Regions from separate parts of the Rattus norvegicus genome. Here regions 1 and 2 are each linked to region 3. The links are chromatin contacts, called in public Hi-C maps. All regions are on one chromosome and are shown on one strand. Each heading gives the region's core, a stretch centred on a gene start, on an enhancer-like site or on the middle of the called end of the contact. The rest is flanking DNA. Distances are from core to core; before and after follow the strand shown. Region 1 has its middle 190 kb from the start of Dusp6. Region 2 has its middle 140 kb from the start of Dusp6. Region 3 has its middle 180 kb from the start of Cs-ps1.

Region 1 (3,910 bases), core at 252-2,751, 130 kb before region 3:
CCTGCATGTCAGATATTTACATTATGATTCATAAGAGTAGCAAAATCACACTGTCCTCTCTAGCCTCCATGCATAGACACATGCAAACGCACATGCATGTGTGTGTGTGCACGCGCGCACGCATACACACACACACACATACACACACACACACACCCACACACACACACACACACACACATTCACACACTGCCATAGTGGTTAGGGGTAGAAATGGCATTATTATTTCTGTGTAGAAACAAAGACCTGAGTATTCTTAGCATGATAAATATTATCATAGCCCTAAATCGTTTGTTTCTTCTTTAATAGAAAAACAAAACAAACAAATGAACAAAAAAACCAAAACAGAAACCCTAGACATGAACTCAGGACTGAGGTGTTAGCATGTTAAAAAGAGGGAACTAAAGAGATTGGTGAGGATTGCTGTAGTTGAGTTAGTAATAATGAGAGAGGAAAAAGGCCTATCTTTAGTCATAACACTCAGGGATGACTTTCGGATCCAGAAACGGATGGGAGTAAGTAAAAGGGGATGTTCCCTCAGTAGCTTGATGATTTTGGCAACAGTCCAACCAGTGTTGCAAGAAAGGAAGCAGCCTCAAGATGAAAATCTCGTACAGGCTGGCATCTGCCCAAAGCTGAAATGTTGACAGAGAAGTGCGGGTACACCCCAAAACATCCTGATTAATTTGCAGGTGTTGTGCAAAACCGAGTGGGAAAAGAAAAACCATACTGCACCCTAGGCAGATTCTGCTGGTGTGAAGAGTGTTCGATAATACCAAAACCTTAGGACGAGAGAGAATGGTTCCGTATTTTCATTGTACACTGCAGCCTTTCTCAGAGACTCATCATCTTGTTGATCTGGAAGGGATTTCTCAGAACAAGTCTCCCAGTGGAGTTGGATTGCCCAGAAATTCCCTTCAAACAAAATCTCATGACACTATGCTGAACTGGGGTAGAATGGATGTTATTAGTAGAAATAATTTCGTGATTTTAATTTCAACAAAAGCACTCATCCCAAAGCTGATTAACCGAGTCAATGCTGTAATCAGAAGACTTGAATGAGAACCACTGTGATGCGATTTGTATGGCGTACTTACCAGTCTTTTTTATTTTCGTATTGTTTGGGTCTCTTTAGACATTGTGAAACAGATTCTGATTAGCACAAGATTTGCGAATGAGAGGTCTTAGTAATCACCTTGTAGTCTTGCCGGTACCCTGGCTGTAGGAAAAATCATCCTTTTGAGATCAACAGAAATCTGAGTCAGGTTGGAAATGCAAGTCAATGCACCCAGCACTGGCTAGCATAGAGCTCCTTGGTTTAAAACGTTATGGCAGTTAAAGTATTATTTAAAAGGCTAAAACACCAGCCTCTGCTGCCGTGTTGTGTTTAAACCTCAGCTCACACTTGCTCCCATTGAACCCAGGGAACACTGCTGGCCATTGGAGGTGCTGCGATCATTATTTCCCAAGAACTAGAGAGTGGGCAAACCGACAAAACAAACAAGCTGGGCGCTGTTAAATAAATGATTTACATTCCTTTCAGGAAATGTCACAATGAGGACTTCAAGCTGGACTTCTCCAGTGCTTTTCTGTTTGATTTTCAAGCAGAACGAACCGAACACAATGTGTAACGTTCACTAATTGCCAGTTTTATTCTGTTAGCATCTTACTTAGAATGTGTCTCGGAGCCCAGTAATCTATCTCATTAATGTGTCTTTCACCAGTTAGGTTTAAAGTCCCTTCCTAAAGGGGCCAAGCTCCTGTGTTTTCTTATTGCCATGAGTGTAAGTAGGGAATTAATTTGCACACAGTAGGGGATTGGTCACTTGCACACAGTAGGGGATTGGTCATATTACTGGTTCTGCATTTAAGCTGTCTGGGAACTTATTCTCAAGCAAGCATTTATTAATGTAATGTATTTGGTGTGGGGCATTATGCTAATGCTTCTGACCCCAGTATTGTCACTACATGGAGTGAGTCATCTATAATTTTGTTTAAAATAACGTAAACCAATTTTATGTACTATTAATTAAAGGAGTAGGTGTTGAGTGTTCACTATTGTTTTAGTTCAGTGCTGACTCTTTGGAAGCTTGGTCTTGAGGGCAGTTGGATTATAGAAATATAAGAAACTACCATGTCCAAGATGGTTATTCTTACTGTTGGCCATTAAAACAGACTTTTAATGGTTACTATTATTTCTTCGTAAATTGATTGTTCCTTTGCCTAATTTATCAATGCCATTCTGGTCACTAAACCTCATTATGTAATTTTTACCATCAGTGTTATAAGTAGAAACAATTATAAATTTGTGTTTGGTTGAGAGAACGTGTCAACAAATCGTGTTTATATTTTCATACCATAAGGACAGTACTTGTAGAATGAATGGTATGCTCATTTTAGCTTTAAATTTTTTTTGACATTTCTTAAGGTTTCTAATTTCTTTAATTTACATTGTCATCCTTCTAAAATGTTTTCAATTACAAAGTGTCAACTTTAATTTCTCTTTTCATCTCTTGGGTGCCTTTTTGCTCCAGCTGGACTGGCTGTTCTTTTTGAACATTTAGCAGTTTTCATTTCGTGACTGATAATTTTATTATCCTGAAACTATTTCTTGACCTGAAAAAAAATTTTTTTGGTGGGGGGGTTGGTTTCCTGCCTTCTTTTCCCAGAAAAGTTTTTGTGAAGTGTGTTTCCAGTTGTACGGGTGTATAAAAAGTAAAGGTTCCACATATAATTAGTCTCTTTAACATTTAAATTCAAATTAGCCCTCTATGTAAAAGTTCCCAGGGGCAGGAAGCTTCACTTATTATCTGATTCCATTTGATCCTGTAACCCCAAGCTTTTTGCCAAAATGATGAATCTTCTTCCGGTGTGTTCGGGAACATTGTGTGACCTCTGTAAGATCATTATGGATCCCCGGGAAAGCATCCGTGTGCTTTCTGCTGCCAAAGTGAAGCCCAAGCTTCTGTGAGCTCGGAGTCTCTACCATGGCATCATGGAAATCCCCTTAAGTCTCTGCCATATTGGAGATGGTCTCTTCAGGTTCCTGTAAACTTCTTCCTCTTTCTTGGTTTACTCTCTCCATCGCTACAGAGGAAGGGACTGTGGGTGATACAACTTTTTTTTTTTTTTTTTTTTTGGTCTTCTGTGTTTGAAATGTTTTTCTTTTCCTCTTTTTTTTAAAAAAATAATACATCCTATTAATTTACTCTGCGTTTCTGCACACACATGCATGTACCCAGCTGTGGAGGTCAGATGCCAATTGTGAGGAGTTAGTTTCTCCTTCTACCTTGTTTGTAGCAGAGTCTGTCTGCCCTTTGATTTTAGAAACTTTTACTTTTTGAAAGATTCCCATATATGCCTCCTGTCTTCCTGTAGAAATGATGGGTTTATAGACACACCTAAGCACATCTGGCTTCATGAATTCTGGGGATGGAACACAGGTCACCAGACTTGCAGAGCAGTGCCTTGACCCACTCAGACATTTCTCTCTGGCCTTATTTGAAGTCTTGTAGACAATCTGAGTGAAGTTCAAAACTGACAGTCAGTATTTCTTAGACTTTTAAAGGTATTTATTCTGTAGCCACTAAAATTGTCACTGAAAATCCAATTATTATTATTACTATTATTATTATTATATTGCTATTTGACTCATGGTTTCATGTGTATGCTTTTCTTTATGATCTGGAAGGATTAAAATCTTTTCCCTCTTTGCATTTGCGAAGCTCATGATCTTGCCTTTGGTGTGGATTTTGGTTACTCATGCTGTGGAGAAGTCGGTGAGTAAGTGCAGCTCAGTTCTTAGAAATGTCAGTAGATGATTTTGTTGTTTTCTTTTCTTATCTGATACTTCCGTTGGTTTCATGTTAGCATCCTGCTCTGTTTTTCTTGACTTTTAAACTTCATATGG
Region 2 (4,369 bases), core at 900-3,399, 180 kb before region 3:
ACCCCAATTTTTGAAAGACAAAACAGTAAAACACTGACTGTGTAAGTTCTCAGCTCAGAAAGCTCTAGGCCTAACTTCCTACCCCTTTCATTGGGCTGCCTTATATTAGTATATTAATAACTCTGATTATATTTGAATTGATTGAAGTGTCTTTCCAAGGAAAACTGACATAAATGAGCCATCTGAGGAAGGGCTATGGTAGAGAATTTGAAAATGAGGCCTAAGCATGACTGAAGAACTCAACCTGCCATTTCTTGTGTCAGAATGCGAGGCCCGCCTTCCCGTCACTGATCATGTAGGGGATTGAGGAGAACCTCAGAGCCGCGAGTTCTTCTGGGTCTCTCCTGGACTGACAGTTGCCAGAACATTTTCAATTTTATTTTGTGGGTATAATTTTTCCAAGAGCTTACCAAAGTACTAACAGAGCTAGCCATATGATTATGTTTCCTTGTTTATTGTTTTATTGTGGTGATCAAGTGCTGGGGTTGTTTATGGAGAACCAATTGTCTGAAAGGTTGAGTTAAGGGGCTGAGAAACTTGAGTGATCATTGAATGTAACTGAAAGCTAATATTGTCACAGCGAATTACTTTCTAGAAAAGGCTACTTAAAACCAACCAGAGTGTTTAGGCCAGCGAGGTTGACAGTGCTGTAAAATATACCTATGTTTAATTTATTTGATTACATCTTGTTTTATAGACCCATGATTACTGTAAATTCAAATAATCTGGGGGCCCGTATTTTATCCTTGAGAGAATCCCTCTTCTTCCTCCTCCTCCTCCTCCTCCTCCTTCTTTTCTATCTCTCCTTTCTTTATTTTTTTGGACAAGGTCTTCTTATATAGCCCAGGTTTCCCCATAACTTTCAATATAACCCAAATTGGCCTTAAACTTATGATTCTCTTGCTCCCTACCTCCCCTCCCCCAAGTTATTTTTCTATGCTTCCTTGAACAACTCATGAAGAGTTATCACATTTTCATGTCTTGGGGGGAAACTAATAAACAACATGTAAAATGAAAAGTGCCCTGTTAAGTGTCAAGGCTTTCAAAGTATGTGTTACTGGGCCAGGAACAAAATAAGCTTGACCTTAGTCTTGGTTAAAAATTGCTTGATTAATTAACCTGTCGACTGGGAGACTTAAGATAATGAAATGCCAACCTGATTTTAAATACAAACCTCCGATAGCATATACTTATTTATCCTGATACCTTAGATTAATATGTTTTTGAAAAAAAGATAAGAAAGATAGGTACACAAGAGAAATTCTGAAAGCTGTGGGATGTGGCAAATGGTTTTCTAATGTGGGCATTTACCTCCTGAATGTTTGCTTCATTATTTTTTTTTAATTGTAGGTTTTTGGTTCTCTACTGGCAAAGCCCTTTATTATTTACAAACCCCACAAGTATTTGTTGATTAATTTAAAATAAGCAGGCTATCTAGCGAGCAGTATATGCTTACAGTCTCAGAAACGGAAAGATTGAAGCAGGGAGACTGCCTTTTCTTGAGGATAGCTTGAGCTCCATAGCAAACACTGAGCCAAGCCAGGCTATGTTGAAAAACTCCATCTCAAACAAACCAATATAATATAAAGCCAAACAGCACAAACCAGCAATGGCAGTTATACGGTAGGAAAGGAATACCATGGAATTCCACCCAGCTCAACTTCTCTCTTACCTCTCTGTGTTAGGATTCTTTCAAACCATGTGAATCATAGCCAAGGGGGGGGGGGGAAATCTATATTAAAAAAACAGTACCTGTTAAGAAGCCACAACCTGGCCACTCAGTTTGAAATGTCCACGGATGATGTCTTTCCTGAGATGATCAAATGCCAGTGTAAACCTGACTTACTCAGGGCATGTTTTCTTTACCTTTTAAAGACATAGAACTCTTTTGTTTTTGGTGGTGGAAAAATGAGTTGGGACTGGGGCCTTTTTAATGATCAAGTTAAGTAACCCCAGAGCCTTAGAGCAAACAATGAAAGTGAGATTCGCTTTCACAGAAGGCCGGCCCATCGGTGGTTGGCAATTCCAGTCTAGCTGATCCAACAAGTTCTTACATCTTAAAGCTTTTGAGCGCCGTGAGTCAGAGTGTGAGGAAGAGAGAGGGAGGATGTGAGCTCACTGCAGAAGGCTGGTATTAAAGACAGCTAGCACTGTGTGTTGGACCCAAACCAGAGCTGGGAGTGGCTGTTATTGCTGCAAGAAAATATGAGCGCCGGTGGGAGTGGCGGAGCTGTTTGTGGAGTCACCTTTCGGGCCTCCAGGCAGATCTTCCAGAGAAGTAACACATTGCTTACTGGTTTGTACAGTGAGCTGGCTTTTAGAATCTTACCCTCCTCTTAGTCTTCTCTCTGCCTGGAAACAACTTTAGAGGAGGGAGACTCGCCCCTGCATTGACTCACCCGTAACCATGCTTCCTTTCATCCGGAACGTCAGAGTGAGGTCACCATGGTGACCTCATCTGGATTCAGGAGTTAGAAAACTAAAGCATGTTATCGCATGGAGCTTGGCCCACAGGTCCTTAATGCTGGTGACTTCCGGATGGTACCCGGACCCAAATCTCAGAAATTGTAGAAATGTGTTAAGCCCAGTTTCAGTTGGACAGTGGTTCAGATTCTCTCCCAACTAAACTTTATGTATTCATTATTGTTATTGAAAAAAGACTCTTTTTCATACAATATACCCTGATTACAGTTTCTCCTCCCTCTACTCCTCCCAGTTCCACCCCACCTTTCCTTCTGTCCAGATCTACTTCCTGTCTCTCATTAGAAAAGAACAGGCTTCTAAGAGATAACCACCGAACACGACAAAATAAAATATACTAAGACAAAGCAAAACTTTCATATCAAAGTTGAACATGGCAGCCCAACAGGAGGAAAAGAGTTCTGAGCACAGGCACAAGAGCCAGAGACCCACTCATTCTTATAGTCAGGAGTCCCATAAAAACACAAAGCTAATGGCTACAGTTTATACACAGAGGACCTGGTATAGACCCATGTAGGCTCTGTGCTGCTTCATTCTGTTCATATGCACCCTGATTGGTTGATTCCCAGGGCCTTGTTCTCCTGGTGTCCTCTATCTCCTCCGACTCTCACACACTTTCTGCCTCTTACAATAGGATCCCCTGAGTTCTGAGGGAGGGATTTGATGAAGACCTTCAATTTAGACTCTCTCTCTCTCTTTCTCTTTCCCTCCCTCCCTCTCGCTCTCGCTCTCTCTGCACTCCTCTATTAAGTAGCCTCTCCTTCCTGTCTGTTCTAATGAGTTGGGAGTATCCTATTTCTGACTCATTTTGTCAGATCTTTCTCTGATTCATTACTTTGTCTGCCCCCTCAATTACTGATGTTACTTTCAAACGTGGCTACTTCCTTCCACAAACTTTACCTTAATTGTTTGGGATTAATGATGTGTCCATATTCCAGCCAAAGGGATTAAAGGTATGTCATTCCTCCTGGATCACACAGACTAGAAGGTCTTTGGATGTGATCCCTGATCCTCTGCCAGAGCAGCTGTGCTGTTGGATTAAAATTCCTCTACACAGGGCCACTGGACACAGAGACCCAGGTGCTGTCAAACTTCTTTCTTGTCTAGCCTCATTCTTTTTAAAATGTTTCCAGCCAGATCTTTTTTAAAAATTTTTTTGATTTATCTATTTATTTTTACACTCCAGATTTTATTCCCCTCCTGGTCCAATCCCTGACAGTTCCATGCTCCCATCCCACCCCCATTTCCACAAAGATGTCCCCACCCCACCCACCCCACCAGACCTCTAAACTTCCCGGGGCCTCCAGGCTCTTGAAGGTTAGGTGCATCTTCTCTGACTGAACCTAGATTGGGCAGTCCTCTGCTGTATATGTGTTGGGAACCTCATCTCAGCTGGTGTGTGCTATCTGGTTGGTGATCCAGTGTCTGAGAGATCTCAGGAGTCCAGATTAATTGAGACTGCTGGTCCTCCTACAGGGTTGCCCTCTTCCTCAGCTTCCTCCAGCTTTTCCCTAAGTCAACTGAAGGGTCAGCAGCTTCTGTTTATTGGTTGGGTGCCCATATCTGCATCTGACTCTTTCAGCTGCTTGTTGGGTCTTTTGGGGAGCAATCATGATAGATCCCTTTTTGTGAGCACCCCATAGCCTCAGTAATTGTGTCAGGTCTTGGATCTCCTCTTGAGCTGGATCGCACTATGGGCCTGTCACTGACCTCCTTCTTCCCGAGGTCACCTGTTTCCATTCTTTCTGTTGGCCCTCAAGGCTTCAGTCTTTTCCCCTACCAATACCAGATCGTGATCCCATCTCCACCCACCCCAACCCCTTTATCTTCCTCCCTCCCTTGTGGTTGATTTCTTCTCTTTCCCAAGTGGGACTGAGGCATTCTTACT
Region 3 (4,071 bases), core at 653-3,152:
TCAAGGCATTAACCATTTGTTTGAAGAACCGCTACGAAGACAAGATTTTCAATCTAGATTTATCTGCTCTGTTACTCCTGTCCTGGGAGCCTTCACTTTCTTTGACCTCCAGTCTCCTCACAAATTAACAGTAACCAGTTATTGTTCAGCATCCAGTGAAACTTCCGGGAATCTGGTAAAAGGGGGCAAATGTTGAATGAGCTCTGAGCTTCTCAAAGAAAACATCTCAATGGCTTCAAGTGTCTGTTCTTTGTGGCCTGTTGTGATTCTCCTTACTCTGGCTCTGAGTGTTGGTGGCTAAACAGAAAGAAAGAAAAAGAGAAAGGAAGAAAGGAAGAAAGGAAGAAAGGAAGAAAGGAAGGAAGGAAAGAAGGAAGAAAAAAGAATATTCTCCTCTCCCTCCAATCTCTGCACCTGTTGTTTACATAGAGAGGAGGATGCGAGTACATCCTGAGGCAAAAGCAAGGCAGAAGAATGAGGGTATCCTGCGTTATGATGATTATCTCGGGACTGCTCTGAAATTGAGCCAAATCCCCCAAGTCTTTCAACACCCACTGAGTCCAGTGTGTTCAGCACATTGCCCCCCCTTCTTTCTTTCTTCCTTCCTTTCTTTCTTTCTGTCTTTCTTTCTTTGAGAAATACTGTGTTTTAATACTTTAGAAAGAAAAAAATCACATCTACTATAAAACAAAAGAATTTTTGGATTGGCTTATCTTTAAAATTATGTGATAATTATGAGTAATGTTTAATAGGCTAATACATGCCAAGAACTGCTGTAACTGCTATTCTGTCCACTTGTAAAGATTACAATGTTTACAGCTCTTCCTTAGATGAGATACAGGACATAAAATATAGTTTTCCCAGAGCTTGAAGACAGTGATCTGATAGAGAGCATTGTTACCTCCACAGACTTGCGTAATTGGCCTCTCTCCAGTCTCTCAAAGCCTACATCTTCTGATATGACGCTTCGACCTTCCTGAGCCACGGACTTCTTACTGGAGTTGACAGCGTTGATCAGATCCACGTCAAAACGCTTGCACAGTTTTCATCTGTTCATACGTGTGTGTGTGTGTAGGTTAAGGGAAGTTGAAGTGGTTTTTGGACAGAAATTTCATGCTCAGTAGTTATAATCACAGGCGGGGGGAACCATCTTAGAGGTCTCTTATATAATGTTCATCTCCACAGTTTTAAATCGGAAGAGAAAATCATTGGGCATGTCTTTAATCGTCCTTTCATCTTTTCTCACCAAACTTCCTTCTAGCGTCTCTTCCGCACCTTTATTGTGGAGCAGAATAGAGATCTATTTAAGTATGCCTTACATTATCAAAGGCTGGTGATATAACACGTTTGTCAGGTCCATTCGACTGTGGTTTGTATGGTCGGGAAAATGAGAACTGACACTTGGGTTGTGTTTGCTTCAATATTAAAATTATGCTATTTTTTTTCCAATTTAGAGCTCATTGTAAAGTTTCTGTGCATACTCAGTTCTGATAGGTTCATGGTAGATATAATCCCATGAACATATTTGCTACAAATTATCTCACAGTGGAATCAAATCCTTATGAAGGAAAGCATTTACCAGCACAGTCATAAGACCTTATTAAAGTTAAATAATGTAATGTCCTCATAGTCACAATGCCATTAACGGCTACTAAATCTCTCTCCACTTAACATAGTGTCAAACTTAATCACCGCCGTCTTTCCCAGTTCAGACATGATAGGAATTTCAGTACACCCTGGAAATAGGTCTTCTGAACTGCAAAAGCATACGTGTTCTTAATAACACTATTCAGAGAAGCTTTAAATGTTTTAAGGGCCAGTAACCATTTAACATGTTGTTAAGGTTTCCATTACTAAATTCTCCAAGGCTAGTAGGCAAATGCTGAAAGACTGATAGTGTTTCTCTGCCCCCTAGTGGGCTAGTTGCAGAATTGAACAGGCCAGCACAATACTCTTCAGGCGCAGTTACCTGTGTGCTCGAGGTCTAGGTTGTGAGAGCTCTAGCTGATGTGACCCCAGTGGTTCTCACCTTCCTAATGCTACGGCCCTTTTATACAGTTCCTCATGTTGTGGTGATCCCCCCAACCATAAAATGATTTTCAGTGCTACTTTGTAACTTCGATTTGCTACTCTAATGAATGGTAAGGTAAACTGTGTTTTCCGATGGTCTTGGGCAACTCCAGTGAGACCGCCATTTAATCCCAAGGGGGTCTCGATGGAGAGGTTGAGAACCGGTGGTCTAGCGCAAGTAAAATGGATGTGGTTTGCTGTCTCTGTGCGGCTTTCAAAACTACAGGGAAGTCATGGTGATTGTTGAAGTGGTTTTCACTTCTGAGCTAGTGGCATTTTCAGTGTGTTGTAAAAGAAGGGTTTCTCATCATGTCTTTATTAACTTCTGGGGCTGATAACGGCAACTTTGTACATTTGTAGAATGCTTAAGAATATTCTTGGCGTTCTCTCCGATAGATATTGGTGATACCTGGACCTCACCCCCAGCTACGATAAGAAACATGTCCCTGGTGTTACCTTTGCTGGAAACCTTTCCCTTGCTTGAGAACCATCTTTTTCTTCATGGTTCCTATTCATCTGCAAGTGATGTGATAAAAACAGCTTGCCCAGATAGCTCACAGCTGGAAGACCTTATATTATTTAATGTAGTCTGTACAAGAATCCTCAGGGGTAAGGTAAATCCTAGACTATAATTTATCCCAGTCCTCCACTGAGGTTTCTTCCTTTCAAATGACTCCAGCTTGTGTCTAGTTGACATAAAACCAGCCAGCACAGGGGACAACAGGGAGGGGAGGGGGGAGAGAGAGAGAGAGAGGCAAGGCTCAGGTGAGGCTGCTTAACTCTTATGAACAGAACAGAACAGAACACAGCCTGGATGGTGACTGAGGTTGTTGGCTCTGTTTTGGTTTCGCAGAGCAGAGAATGAATGGCCTCATCAGTTAATCTAAGTGCTCTGTGTTGGCAAGTATCATTAACCCATGCCTGGGGATTTGATAATTTGTCCTGCCTTCACTTTCGCTGCTTAGGCCATGAGAAGCAATCATTTTGCATAGCTCTCAGTAATTAAACGAGGCACAACTTTATCTACTCGTTTCTTAGGCTCTCGGAGAGCATTTGCTTGCTGCTTTATGAGGAATGACAAAACGCCTCTCCTGTGGTGAATACTTACATTTGATTCCTTACCCCACATTCACTTACCTCTTTCTTCAGTTCTTATGTTTATTTATAAGCTTTAACTGGAATACTGACTGATAATGTAAAATGCTTTAAATCTGCAATTAAAATCCAGCATTTGCAATGTCAATGATGAACAAGGCCAACTGATAGGAGTTTACATATTCATAGACCATGACAGAATTACATCCCATCTGCCCTTTGGCTTAGAGTGATTATAAGGTGATATTGATCCTCTGTTAAAATGGTGTGTGTCTGTGTGTGTTTGTGTGGATTAGAGCTGAGGGAATGTGTACTAGCATTTGCACCTTAAATTCCTACAGAATACAATCTAGAGGGGACTTGCCTCGCAGACAGTACCTTTTCCATAACCATCCCTAACATTGTCTTCTTGATAAAGACTTTATGTGACCATCTCTTTCCATAAGACACCTGAAATTAATGAAGCCACTATGGTGTTTTCTAGCTCCAATCTTCCCATTCTCGTCTCTCTGGTGGCTTCCTCTCCTTCTGTGCTTTCTATTCCCAGAAGAAAATAAGATTACAAATCTCTATGTCCCTAAGCATTCCTTTTCCCTGAGCCACCAATCAATAGCACATCATAAGAAAGCAATTCTCACAGGTGTCTGGAGACCCTTTGTATAGAGTAATAGATTTCTCTTATTTTTGTCCTCTGAGTTGTTCTTCATTTGGAGTAGACATTTGCCATGGGATTTTGCCGTTGCTGTTGTTATTGTTGTTCAATTGATTCTTTAAAGAACCGAAGGAACAAGATCACTTTATCTTCTTTCCTACTTTTTGTCAGCCTTTCTCTGTGTGTGTGTGTGTGTGTGTGTGTGTGTGTGTGTGTGTGTTGTTTTGTTGTTTTCTCTGTGTAGCTGTTCTGAA

The links. A called contact is a pair of places that touch in the nucleus more often than the background predicts.
Region 1: a Hi-C map of the A7r5 cell line shows a contact between it and region 3, with 4 times the contacts expected there. The contact joins two enhancer-like sites. A contact is called at or near these places in 7 of 12 Hi-C or Micro-C datasets (the A7r5 cell line, the Rat2 cell line, hepatocytes and 4 more).
Region 2: a Hi-C map of the A7r5 cell line shows a contact between it and region 3, with 2.5 times the contacts expected there. The contact joins two enhancer-like sites. A contact is called at or near these places in 2 of 12 Hi-C or Micro-C datasets (the A7r5 cell line and the Rat2 cell line).

What each region holds. Positions count from the first base shown.
Region 1 is chr7:36,169,425-36,173,334 of GRCr8, forward strand. No RefSeq gene overlaps it. Among named protein-coding and RNA genes, the nearest start is that of Dusp6, 190 kb to the left of the region's middle. Within about 2 kb of position 1,502, at least 23 of the 93 cell types and tissues checked have an H3K27ac peak or open chromatin away from gene starts, as enhancers often do. A contact at or near this core is called in the A7r5 cell line, where this site is marked.
Region 2 is chr7:36,119,447-36,123,815 of GRCr8, forward strand. No RefSeq gene overlaps it. Among named protein-coding and RNA genes, the nearest start is that of Dusp6, 140 kb to the left of the region's middle. Within about 2 kb of position 2,150, at least 19 of the 93 cell types and tissues checked have an H3K27ac peak or open chromatin away from gene starts, as enhancers often do. A contact at or near this core is called in the A7r5 cell line, where this site is marked.
Region 3 is chr7:36,302,954-36,307,024 of GRCr8, forward strand. No RefSeq gene overlaps it. Among named protein-coding and RNA genes, the nearest start is that of Cs-ps1, 180 kb to the right of the region's middle. Within about 2 kb of position 1,903, at least 3 of the 93 cell types and tissues checked have an H3K27ac peak or open chromatin away from gene starts, as enhancers often do. A contact at or near this core is called in the A7r5 cell line, where this site is marked.